Linked DNA regions of Canis lupus: region 1 is linked to region 2. Evidence: chromatin contacts called from public Hi-C data. All regions are on one chromosome and are shown on one strand. The core of a region is the stretch at or near the end of the contact, and the rest is flanking DNA. Distances in the headings are between cores, read along the strand shown.

The links. Hi-C and Micro-C count contacts between places; a contact is called where the count stands out from the background.
Region 1: a contact with region 2 is called in a Hi-C map of blood, with 2.5 times the contacts expected there. The contact joins the promoter of WSB1 here to the enhancer-like site in region 2. A contact is called at or near these places in 2 of 9 Hi-C or Micro-C datasets (amygdala and blood).

The regions. Positions count from the first base shown.
Region 1 is chr9:41,836,300-41,842,717 of UU_Cfam_GSD_1.0, reverse strand. It overlaps WSB1 (WD repeat and SOCS box-containing protein 1), which reads right to left and starts at 2,479. Exons shown (of 8, transcript XM_038548210.1): 1 at 2,150-2,479. The coding sequence starts at 2,189. LOC111097438 (a long non-coding RNA gene) reads left to right here and starts at 3,350. Exons shown (of 3, transcript XR_005364068.1): 1 at 3,350-3,764.
Region 2 is chr9:41,781,161-41,787,682 of UU_Cfam_GSD_1.0, reverse strand. No RefSeq gene overlaps it. Among named protein-coding and RNA genes, the nearest start is that of WSB1, 56 kb to the left of the region's middle. Within about 2 kb of position 3,597, at least 4 of the 20 cell types and tissues checked have an H3K27ac peak or open chromatin away from gene starts, as enhancers often do. A contact at or near this core is called in blood, where this site is marked.

The DNA.
Region 1 (6,418 bases), core at 1,230-3,729, 56 kb before region 2:
GCCTCTCCTCTTTCAGTACTTGAGAAACCAAAGAGCTATAATTAATACCGAGAAAAAAGGGGAAAACTTAAGTCCTCACTGAAAGATAAAAAGCTACAAAGATATTACTGTTTAACTCTGTATCCAAATGGTACTTCCAAAGAAAAAAGAAACAAAGAAACTCTTTTTTTTTTTTTAAAGCTTAAGAAAGGCCAAAGTTCTTTTAGATATGTGGGACTTGGCTAGAAATTTTATACTATAGCCAGCAAATAACACAGAGATCTACTATGCAAAAATTTTCAATTGAAAAGGCTACTTAGTGGATGGTTCTTCTACCTCATGCAGGTATGCTCAGAAACTATCCAGCCCTTAAAAGACAGGACTGGAAAGTTTTCAAAATAGTTCATCAAGATCAAGTAAAACAGATAAATGAAAGGCAGATCACTTATCTGTGATATTATTGTGCAGCAGAGGGAGAAAAAAAGCCCACTGGACTAAGATTAAGAACTTCTGAGTTCTACGTTCCACTTTAGTAGGACTTAAAGTCTTTAAATAGCTATAATAAAAATTGGGCATGAATTTTGTTTTATAGTTATTAAGACCAGGGTTAAAGTCCCCTCCTAACCTGTCATTCATCCTTATCCTTCAGAAAACAAAAGTTCAGAATTCCTTTTTTTTTTTTTTTTTTTTTTTTATTCATGAGAGGCAGAGAGAGAGAGGCAGAGACACAGGCAGAGGGAGAAGCAGGCTCCACGTAGGGAGCCTGACGTGGGACCTGATCCCAGCACCCAGGCTGGGATCACGACCTGAGCTGAAAGGAGACGCTCAACCGCTGAGCCACCCAGGTCCCCCAAAAGTCAGAATTCTAAAATTACTGTCTCTAGATATAAAAACTCAACCCGCATATAGGATAGAGGGCCTTTTGGATACTTCAGCTTTTCCCTCTCTCTAGAAATACCTCCTCCACATATTTAAAGGCATACATTTAGCCGAAGAACAGGAAAATGCAAAGGTTCTGCTCTGGAGCCACCAACAATTTTCATTTAATTAACACAGTAAATTCAGTGTTGGATTTGTTGTGTGTGTTTTTTTTTTTTTTTTTTTTTTCTGGAGAAGGGGCCTGCTAAATCCTTTTTTTTTTTTTAAGATTTTGTTTATTTATTAGAGAGAGAGAGAGAGAGAGAGAGAGGGAGGCGCAGAGACACAGCCAGAGGGAGAAGCAGGCCCCACGCAAGGAGCCCGACGTGGGACTCGATCCTGGATCCTGGGATCACTCCCTGAGCCAAAGGCAGACGCTCATCCGCTGAGCCACCCAGGCGACCCTATTTTACTAATTTTTATTTTGTTTTTTTTTTCTATTTTAATTTTTTAAATGAAAACCGTACATATTTAAGAAGCGTAACATGACTTGGTAAGTCCAATGTCGACTCAGCCTCTCCATCAACGCACAGCACCAACCCCCCCCCCCCAAAGTCGTCCCACGGATTCCACCGTCAAGGCAGAATTCAAACGTGGGGCGAAACGCGGGGCGCTCTCACGGAGCCACGGAGGCGGTCCCGCCGCTTTCCAGAGGCCTTTCCACAGTGCGCTCTCATACCACCGCTGCCCTCCGTCGCTCCACCCAGCCGCTCCGCTCCTCCCCGCTCCTCTGTGTAGGCGAGATACCGAGTCTCCTCCCCTGAACCCCGGCCGTTCTGAACGCCATACCGTTCTCCAGAACACCGCTTCCCTCAGGCTGCCGGCGCCCCTCCGGCCGAGGTGCACGAGGACCCCTCCCCTTCGAGCACCCTCGGAACAAAGTTCGCCTCCCCGTCGTGAGATTAGAGTCCCCGAGACTTGGCCGGCACTCGCCTACCCACTGGACGCCCCAGACGTGGGGCCCGGAGGACCCCAGGACCCTGGCGGTGTGCGGACCTGCTTAGAGAAAGCCGGGCTCCCCGGGCTCCCCGGGCTCCCCGGACCCGAGGATCCGCCGCTTGCCTGCCGCCGAGCCAGGCGCCCGGCAGGCGCCGCATCAGCGCTGCCCACGTACCCCTCGGCGGCACCCGCTTCCTTCCTCCTGGCTCCAGCGCTCGGCCCCGGCTCACCCCCCACCGTTCAGACTCAGTCGCTTCCTCCTCCGGGGACTCCCCGCTCCCCAGCAGCCCCCACCCACCGTCCCATTCCTCACCGATCTCTTTCTCGTTGACCCTCGGGGGAAAGCTGGCCATCTATGGGGCACCGTCTGATTCCGGGGGCGCGATGCGGACGCAACGACAGAGAAGGGACCGGTGAGCGCTGAGGGGCGTGACGCGGGCTCGGTCCCTCCCGGACCGGGGACGGAGGGGCGGGGCGGGGGCGGTGGCGGCAGCCTCTGCCGACTGCCCCGGGACAGCTCCGGAAGGCCCGGGACCAAACTATGGAGTCAAACACAGACAATAGACGCCGGTCCCTGCCTCAAGCCTACGGACCGAGACACTGCCTCCGACACCGCCGACCGCAAACCAGACACTGGAGACAAAATGGCGGGCAGCGCGGGAGATAGCAGGGCGGCGTGGGCGGGGCCTGATGACGCCGCCGCCCGAGGCCCCGCCCCCCGACGCTCCGGACGTGCCGGCCGGGGCTGGGCGCCCCTTCCCCCCGCCGGGGGCGCGCGGGCGTTTCCGCGAGGACCCGACGGGCTGGGGCGGAAAGCGCGGGGAGGCGGAGGCGGGGGCGGGGCTGCGGCCGGAGCCCGGCGGAGGCCGGGAGCGCGGGCTACGACCTGTGCGCCCACTTCGGGGTTCGCCCCAGTCCTCGCTCCCCGCCCCCAGGGGCCGCAGCCTGGGTTGCATTTCTAAGGCAAAAGGAGAATGAATGTGTCACACGGACTAGCCCACCGCCCAAAGATGGCGTGGGATTTAAACTGGCTGAACCGGGGCACCTGGGTGGCCCAGTGGTTGAGCATCCGCCTTTAGCCCACGGCGTGATCCTGGAGTCCTCTGTCGGGTTCCCCACAGGGAGCCTGCTTCTCCCTCTGCCTGTGTCTCTGCCTCGCGGTGTGTGTCTGTCATGAACAAATTAATAAAATATTCTAAATAAATAAAGAAATAAATAATAAATAAACTGGCTGAACCAAAGACCAAAAAAGACATTGCAGGTTTTACCCCGACTTGGCCACAGCCCCCACGTGCTTGATGCTAAAATAAAATAAAATAAAATAAAATAAAATATAAAATAAAATAAATAAAATAAATAAAATAAATAAAATAAATAAAATAAAATAAAATAAAATAATAAAAAAATAAAATAAAATAAATAAAATAAAATAAAATAAAAAATAAAATAAATAAAATAAAATAAATAAAATAAAATAAATAAAATAAAATAAAATAATAAAAAAATAAAATAAAATAAAATAGATAAAATAAAATAAATAATAAAATAAAATAGAATGAACGTGGATCGCTTGGCCCCAGCCTTGCGCGGCGGCCGCCCTGCCCCGGGGTGGAGAGGCGGGGTCTGCAAGGGTCGAGGTGCCCGGGCGAGCCGGCGGCCCACACCCGCCGCGGGACCTCCCTTTGTGCGGCCGCTCCCGCTCGGGACGCCCTCCCGAGACCAGGGGGGACGGGGGGAGCCCGCGGCGTCCTGGCCTCGGCCCGGGCGGACCAGGCCCCCGGGAGGCAGCTGGGCAGTGTCTGTCTGCCGGGGCCACGTTGGTTCCCCATCGCAGATGATCGCGGATGACGTCCTTGCATTTTCAGGGGCCCTTCAGCGGCTTCCAAGCCGTCTTCCAAAGGAGGACATCTAAAGACTGGGAATTTCAAGTATGTGAGATACTGATGGGAGAGGGGTTGGATTAGTCAAACTCTCCTGAGAGTTCTCAGATGACATCACGTAGGGCATGTGTTTTCTTTGCCTGTCAATTATTCCAATAGTGAAATGTTTAATAGAAGGTAAAAGAAAACCCCTCTCTTTTCTTTTTTTAAAGATTTCATTTATTTATTCATGAGAGACACAGAGAGAGAGGCAGAGACACAGGCAGAGGGAGAAGCAGGGTGCCTGATGTGGAGGGACTCGATCCCAGAACCCCCCTATCTCGACCTGAGCCAAAGACAGACACTCAACCACTGAGCCACCCAGGTGTCCGAAATTAAACTTTTCTTAACTTCATTGGAAGTGAACTTTTCCCCTTCCTCTGCCAGAATGTGTAACAGCACAGAAAGGTTGCCTTCTTCTATAATTAACTCTTCATTACTGGTATAGACACTGTAGGTGTATTTTTCTCAATGTCATCATGAATGTATCTAGTTCACAACTGCGAACTGTTTTTGGAAAATACATCTCATCTCAAGTTAGAGTAATTCAAATGGGTTGCTGCTATGCATTTAACAAATCTCCAAAGTTACAGGCAAACCTTTTGAATAAGTAAATAAATAATAAACCTCTTAAACTGGGAGGGATTCCCGCTGGATTCCATTTCAGAACTTATATCTTGGTGACAGTAAAAGTAAGTGTCCTCTTCCTATAACAAAAAGGAAGCAATATTTACTTAAAGCAACAACAAAATATGACCAAGATTAAAAGAAAAAAAAGAGCTAATAAATTGTACAATAGGGGCTTGAAGCTTACCACCACAACCACCAGGAAAAAGGAAAAAAAAAAAAAAAACAGCAACAACAACATCAAAATGCCACATATTAAAAAAAAAAAAAAACACAAATATTTATTGTCCTCTAATGGACAATAACCTCTAACGGTTAAATCTTAAAGATGAAAAAGATTACCATAGTTTTTTGACTCTGTAATTATCAAGACCAAACAAACAAACAGTTAAAAGCAATTTGGAAAGCTGGCATTGGGGGGATCCCTGGATGGCTCAGCAGTTAAGTGTCTGATTTCGGCTCAGGGCAGATCCTGGAGTTCTGGGATGGAGTCCCACATTGGGCTCCCTGCATGGAGCCTGCCTCTCTCTCTGCCTATGTCTCTGCCTCTCTCTCTCTGTCTCTCATGAATAAATAAATAAAATCTTAAAAAAAAAGGAAAGAAAGAAAGAAAGAAAGAAAGAAAGAAAGAAAGAAAGAAAGAAAGAAAGAAAGAAAAAGAAAAAGAAAGAAAGAAAGCTGGCATTGTTTAAGCAGTAGGAGAGTTGCTCTTTTGCATGTTTTTGCTCTTTGGACCTTTTTACTATTATGGCTACTACAACTCTCCTAGGCTAAACCTAAGAATTCATCCAAGTTTATTCAGTGATTGCATGCTAGGTTAGGAGTTTTAAATCACATGATTCTAGACTGAGAGTTTGGAATTTGCTCTAGATTTAGCTAGACAAGCATAATTTATACACATAAACATATATATTAATAAGTAGTAATACTTCTATAACAGAAAACCTCTATAATTGTGTAACATGCTGGAAAGAAATAGGACCAAGAGGAAAAGCCTGGAGGCAATTCCTTTTGGTTGTGGTAGTCTTGCTGGGGATTAAATGTCTATTGGTGTTCCCAGTTTTACCCTGCTATCTTTTAAAAAAGTTTTTTTAAAGATTTTATTTTATTTATTTATTATGAGAGACACACACACAGAGAGGCAGAGACACAGGCAGAGGGAGAAGCAGGCTCCATGCAAGGAACCCAATGTGGGACTTGATCCCAAGACCCCAAGATCATGCCCTGGGCCGAAGGCAGGCACTAAACCGCTGAGCCATCCAGGGATCCCTTTTTAAAAGATTTTACTCATTTATTCATGAGAGACACACAGAGAGAGAGAGAAGTGGAGACATAGGCAGAGGGAGAAGCAGGCTCCCTACTTGGGAGCCCAATGTGGGACTCAATCCCAGGCCCCTGAATCATGATCTGAGTCGAAGGCAGATGCTCAACAAGTGAGCCACCCAGGTGCCCCACCCTGCTATCTTATTTTTCACTTCTCTTCCTGATTTCACATTTTTTGTGGGCTCTTTGGCAGTGTGGTGTGAGCAGAATATTAGAATAGTAGTTTTTAAAGATGTATAATTTGATCTTAGTTTACAGCTATACTATACCCAGAATGGCTCAAAAGTGTGAAAATGTACAGCCATCTAGATGTTTCTACATCTGTGTCTGAGCCAGAATGCTCCTGGCAGCGCATAGGCAATTATTGTGTTATATCTAAAAGAATAATCGAGAGGCCCCTGGCTCCATTGTTCTGTAGGATTCCCTACTCTTGTTGCTGAGCCAGCCTAGCTCCATCCATGTCCTCTTCCTACCCTCAAACTCCAAACTTCGGGCACTTAACATGCAGGCTGTGTCCTTTAGCTCAGTCCTTGACTTTCAGGAGAAATCTGTATAAAATGGAATATTCCATGCTAGGATGGAGATTTCCCCCCATATCAGTTGTTTTTCTCTTCCTCTGAGACAGCTGTGCATTTTCATTTTTCTGAATGTTTCTGCCTGTGACCATCCTATAAAGATTATGGAGGGGGAAGAAAATTATCCTTCATCAACTG
Region 2 (6,522 bases), core at 2,348-4,847:
TCAGCAGTTTATTTATGCATCCTATGAGTTTGGTTTTCATCAGCTATTGATGAATCATCTGGGGAGCTTTGGAAATAGATGTCAGGGTGGCCCCAGATCTACCTAACTGAAACCTTGATGGGATGCTGCAAGGTTGGGACAGTCAGCTCCTGTCTCCACCGGAGGGGTCCATGGGGTAGAGGTGCTGGCCAAAGCTGCCCACAGGGGACCCACGCTGACCACAGAAGCAGAAGGGAAGTCCAGCAAGTGGGAAGCTGCTTGCTGAGGGATGGTCACAGGGCACTGCTAACCTGTCAGCTTCCTGGGGTGAGGAATGAAGGAGGACCAGTTTTGGGCAGTAAAACCCAAACCTGGGGAAATAGCCACAGAGTTCTCTAGATTCTTTCTGGGTGTGACAGAGGCTGCACCTCCTCCATTTCTGGCTTTTCTTGGAGCCAGCCCAGCAGGGCCCCTGTCCTTCCCAGGGGGCCAGAGGGAAGTGGAGGAAAGATGAGGTCACACTGGAGTCTGAGCTCCCAGCAGTGCTCTCCCACCCCTCAGAGCTTCCCCTATTCCCCTGCTGCTCAGCCAGTCCCTCTGCAAACCCCAGCTTCCTGCTCTCTGCCAGAGGCTGCGCTAGCCTCTTGCCCCTCCGCCCCACAGAAAAGAATCTTCCAGATTGGAGTAGGTAGAGCCAGGTGAAGACGTGATGACCCTGGAGGGGGCTGTGACTGCCCTGGGGCCCCACAAGCTGGGGCACTGGACCGGGAATAGGATGGCCGCAGGAAGGGCGCGTAGGCAACCACAGGTTTGAGCCACATTCTGAAAAGCTCAAGCTGATAGATCAAAAGGAAGTTTATTCCTGCTCAGATGAACTAGTCAGAGGGAAGAGGTCATGGTGGGATTTCAGGGATGAAACTGGGAGTGTAGGACGCCTGGGTGGCTCAGCGGTTGAGCGTCTGCCTTCAGCTCAGGTAGTGATCCCAGGGTCCCAGGATCGAGTCCCACATCAGGCTTCCTGTGTGGAGCCTGCTTCTCCCTCTGTCTGTGTCTCTGCCTCTCTCTCTCTCTGTCTCTCGTGAATAAATAAATAAAATATATAAAAAAAAAAAAGAAAGAAACTGGGAGTGTTTATAGATGGCCCCCCACCTCCACCCCAGATTCTTACACCAGCCAGCAACTGTCCTGCTCTCACTCCCATCCCTACTTAGACTAGCCTTTAGAACCTGTGATCCAGACAGTGGGCAGGATGGTCCAAAGGGGAGTTCTTAGGGGTGGAGGAGGTTCAGGGGAGGAGTAAGCCAATCTTCTGATAAAGAGTGGAATGGAGAAGAGGGAGGCAGGGCGGGTGGTATCATTCTTGGCTATCAAACCGTGCTTCTAGAACTGGGCGCTGCTGGAAGTTACATCAGTGGTGAAACAATGAGGGCTTTCCCTCAAATCTTGACATCTAGACCACTGCTGCTCTGCCCGTCAGTCATACTAGTCCCAATAGCCATTCATTCATTCGCTCACTCATTGATAGAGAAGATACAGCCATGGAGAAAGCAAGCACCTCTGACTTCAGGGAGGACTCTGTCCTCGTGGAGGAGACAGGCAAAGAACAATCAAACCAGTCAGGGTTAGAGAGGAACCAGGAGGATGAAGAAGAGGTAAACTGTCTCATTTTGGGGGGAAGGCCTTAATGATAAGGTGACAGGTAGGCAGAGAATTGATGGAAGGGCAGCACCTGCAAAGGTCCTGAAGCAGGACTGCCAGACGGCCTGCAAGGCCGCCAGTGCTGTGAACGGGGTGAGCAAAGCGGGGAATTCTTCGTAAGAAAAGAGACCGAGAAGAAATGTAAGTGTATCAGCTTTGCAGTCATGCACCCCTGGGACCAACTGTTAACCAGCTGTCAACATTTGGGCAAATCGCTTAATCTTCCTACTGCTCATTCTCCTGGTCTATAAAAGTGGGAGAAACAGTGTTATTGTACTTACGGTGCCCTACAAACTTTCTTTCTTTCTTTTTTTTAACATTTTATTTATTCATGAGAGACACACACAGAGACAGGCAGAGACACAGGCAGAGGGAGAAGCAGGCTCCATGCAGGGAGCCCGACGCGGGACTCGATCCCTGGACCCGGGATCACGATCTGAGCCAAAGGCAGATGTTCAACCGCTGAACCCCCCAGGTGCCCCTCTACAGACTTTCTTAAATAAGTGGTGACTATTACTGAGGTTATTATAAGTGCCTGAATACATGTTCAATATTTAGTATCACCGCTTTCCCAGAGAGGTTTTCCAACAACACATGCTAGATTTTGTTCTTTTTTTCCTTTTTTTTTTTTTTAATTGTGGAAAAATATACGAAATGTACAATTTACCATCTTAACTGTGTTGAAGTGTGCAGGTCACTGGTGCTAAGTACCTTGGCTCACTAGTGTGCAACCATCCATACCTTTTATCCCCTCAACTTCTTTCATTTTGTAAAACTGAAACTCTGTGTCCATCACCCACTAACCCCACATCCCCCTCCCCGGGCCCCTAGCCAACCACCATTCTTTCTGTCTCTATGAATAAAGGGAAGCCCGTGATATTTGTCTTTTTATGACAGGCTTCTTTCACTTAGCATGCTGTCCTCGAGGTTCATGCACATTGTGGCATTTGACCGAATATCCCTCCTTTTTAAGACTGAATACAATGCCAGTGTATGTACACAGAAGGTTGTGTTTATCCATTTAACCAAAGATGGGCAGTGGGATTGCCTCTGCCTTTTGGCTCTTTGAATAACTGCTATGAACACGGGTGAACAAGTATCTCTTCAAGTTTCTGCTTTCAACTCTTTTGGGTTCATACTGCCAAGTGGAATTGCTGGGTCACAGGGCACTTCTATTTTTAATTTTTTTGAGGAACCTTCGTATACTTTTCCATAGCAGCTGCACCATTTTACATTCCCACCAACCGTGCTCCAATTTCTCCACATTCTTGCCAACTCTTGTTATTTCACCTTTCTTTCTTTGTTTCTTTCTTCTTTCTTTCTTTCTTTCTTTCTTTCTTTCTTTCTTTCTTTCTTTCTTTCTTTCTTTCTTTCTTTCTTCTTTCTTTCTTTCTTTCTTTCTTTCTTTTTCTTTCTTTCTTTGTTTCTTTCTGCTGAAGATTTCTTTCAAAAAGATTTTACTCATTTACTAATGAGAGACAGAGAGAGAGAGAGAGAGAGGCAGAGACACAGGCAGAGGGAGAAGCAGGCTCCACGCAGGGAACCCCATCTGGGACTCGATCCCAGGTCTCCAGGATCACGCCGGGGCTCAAGGCGGCACTAAACCAGTGAGCCACCGGGGGTGCCCTCTTTATTTCTTCTTTCTTTTTTGGTAGTAGCTCTCCTACTGTGTGTGAAGTGTTTTTTCTTTTTTCTTTTTTGGTTGTATAGAAACATCTTAAAATATATTGGCAATAACCTGCCTTCTGTGCTATTTGGAGTATGTGGGCAACAGTTACCAGAAATCACAAGTTATACTCACTGCCTCCCCCATCCCTCAAGATGGGGGCTGGCCATCTTTACTCCAGTACTCCATACAGGAGGGCAGAAGAGCAAAGAGCTTGGCTGGGTGTAGGCAAGACCATCACCAGAATCAGAATTGGGATCTAGTCATTTTCAGACGGAAGCAGAAAGTTTCTCTTTGAATCAACACTTCCTTCCACTTTCTTTTTATTTGAGTAAACAGAAACCCTAAGAATTTAAACCCTTTCCAGGGAGTTCTGAGCTATGGTCAGAGGGAAGGAATAAAGCAACATAAGGAAATGGCCATCTTGCTTGCAATTTTTAGTTTTGCACATGGGTCATTGCGAGGTCCCTCAGCAACTGGCCTGGGTCCTCGGAATGGCCTCTGGAATGTGGGCAGAATGTAGCAGGTCCTGGTCTGCCCAGCCCTGCTCAACCCCTGTCCTGCCAGCAGTACATGCCATATCCAATCTGGAGTGTCCTGTTCATCCATGCCTTCTCACAGTCCCCCTTCTGGCTTTTGAGGAGCCCCATACCCTGGTCTGCCCCTGCTTGCTGCACTGCTTATACCCCTTAGCATAGAAGCAGAGCATGACACAGTTTCTTTATCCTGCAGGACATACAGGGGCCTCCCTGCTCTTACTGGTCCCCATGCTTTGGGCTCTTCTCATGACACAGCCTATCCTCCCTGGCTGGGCCATGGGTCTGTGATAGGGACGCATGGGGTATAGGCCTTGCCTGGAAGAGTTAGTCATAGCAGAGGAAAAAACAGTAATGACAATCAGCTAATAGAGTGCTGTATAAAAGAAAAACTAAGTGCTCTATTGGATAAAAAAATAAAGGCCCAGAGGCCCTGGGTGGAGTGCTGGGAGGAACAGTTTACCTCAGCCTTGGCTTTGCCGGGGAGGTTTGGAAGGAGGAAAAGGCCACTGACATCCTGCTCCACAGGAAGGCAAGGTCTCCAATTGCTGCTGCTGAGCTGGCCAGGGGTGTCATGGGCATTGGACATCTAGCCACCTCGGCCACACCTGCGAACTGCCTGAGACAGGGATGGTGGCACCAAGCAGCAGGGTAGGCGGCCAGGTTGGGGCCTCTCCGCTGTGAAGAATGAGGCACGTAAGAGGGACATCAAATCTAGTCAGAGAGAGTCAGGATGAAGGTGTGGTACTTTTCTACTGCATTTGTTTTTTCTAAAAGCACTGACTCCTCCCAAATAACACAGGACAACAATTGCTCCTATCGATCATTTGTGATGGGGCATTTGTTTGTATGCTTGGCTACATTTTTCTTGTGTATTATCTCGTTTCATCCTCATAACAACCTTATGAGTCTTTATCATTATCTTCATTTTGTAGGTAAAGAAATTGAAGAGGCACCTGGGTGGCTCAGTGGTTGAGCGTCTGCCTTTGGCTCAGGGCGTGATCCCAGGATCCCCGGTCCCCGCATAGGACTCCCAGCATGGAGCCTGCTTCTCCTCTCTCTTCCTATGTCTCTGCCTCTCTGTGTGTCTCTCGTGAATAAATAAATAAAATCTTTTTAAAAATGCTTATCATATTAAAATATGAGCAGCCTCTATCTCTGTGATGTGTATTTCCCAAATAATTCTTCTGATGAAACCAGGAGAGAGAAATATTGGTTAAACCCCACTGTGACCAAAGTTTTTCAAGTTTTAGACTCTGTGGGGTCCTGGATGTGTTAACTAACCTCATTGTGATAATCATGTCACATATACATGTATCAGTTCTTTAACTTAGAGGTCTTACACATTCACAATGTTACATGTCAATTCTATCTCAATAAAGCTGGGGAAAAGAAAAAATAAAAAAAGAAGTTTGCCTAGGTAAATAATTATCAAGATAAATAGGTCATTAGGTAGGGCGTAGAAGTCTTTTGTTATAAAGAGAGTTTTTGATGACGTAAATTTTCTGTAGCAAGTTGACTGTTCACACTCTAAGTATAAAACTGTCCCTAGCTCTTCAGGCAAGTTACCTTCACTCACGAAGCATTAACCAGTTGAAAGATGCTTTACAATCTGACAAGTAAGCCCCAAGCAGGCAATGCATCTCTGCTTTAATCTTTTAGGAAAAATACCTGCTTTTATGACTGACCTACCTGTAAAAATCAGATAAGTAACATGGAGAATAGGGACTACCATGAAACTATTTTTTTTTTCTTAATTAAAAATACTTTATTACTATTTGAGCTTTTGGGGAGTCAATCTTTTTTTTAATATTTTATTTATTTATTCATGAGAGACACAGAAAGAGACACAGGCAGAGGGAGAAGCAGGCTCCAAGCAGGGAGCCCAATGTGGGACTCAATCCCGGGACCCCAGGATCATGCCCTGAGCTGAAGGCGACGCTCTAACCGCGGAGCCATCCAGGCGTACCACCTTCGGGGAGGGAAAACTAAAGCACTTAGCCCTAGGCCTGGTAGACTGTTTACACTCATCGCCCACCATCTTTATCATAAAAATTCCAGCATCTTGGGGTGTCTGGGGGGGGCTCAGCTGGTTAAGTATCTACCTTCAGCTCAGGTCCCAATCTCAGGGTCCTGGGATCAAGCCCCACATCAGGTTCCCTGCTCTCTGTCTCAAATAAATAAAATCTTAAAAAAAAAATCCCAATATCTTACAGTCATTGAAATCAATTCTTTTTTTTTTTTTTTTAATCTTATTTATTTATTCATGAGAGACACAGAGAGAGAGAGGCAGAGACGCAGGCAGAGGGAGAAGCAGGCTCCATGCAGGGAGCCCGATGTGGGACTTGATCCCGGGTCTCCAGGAACACGCTCTGGGCTGAAGGCGGCGCTAAACCGCTGAGCCCCCTGGGCTGCCCGAAACTATTTTTTAAAAAAAGAAAAAAAAGAAGAAAAGAAAAGAAAGAAAAGAAAGGAAAGAAAGAAAGAAAGAAAGAAAGAAAGAAAGAAAGAAAGAAAGAAAGAAAGAAAGAAAGAAAGAAAGAAAGAAAGAAAGAAAGAAAGAAAGAAAGAGAAAGAAAGAGAAAGAAAGAGAAAAAGAAAAGAAATTTACAATGCTAACCCAGATTATTGGAGACCTCAGAG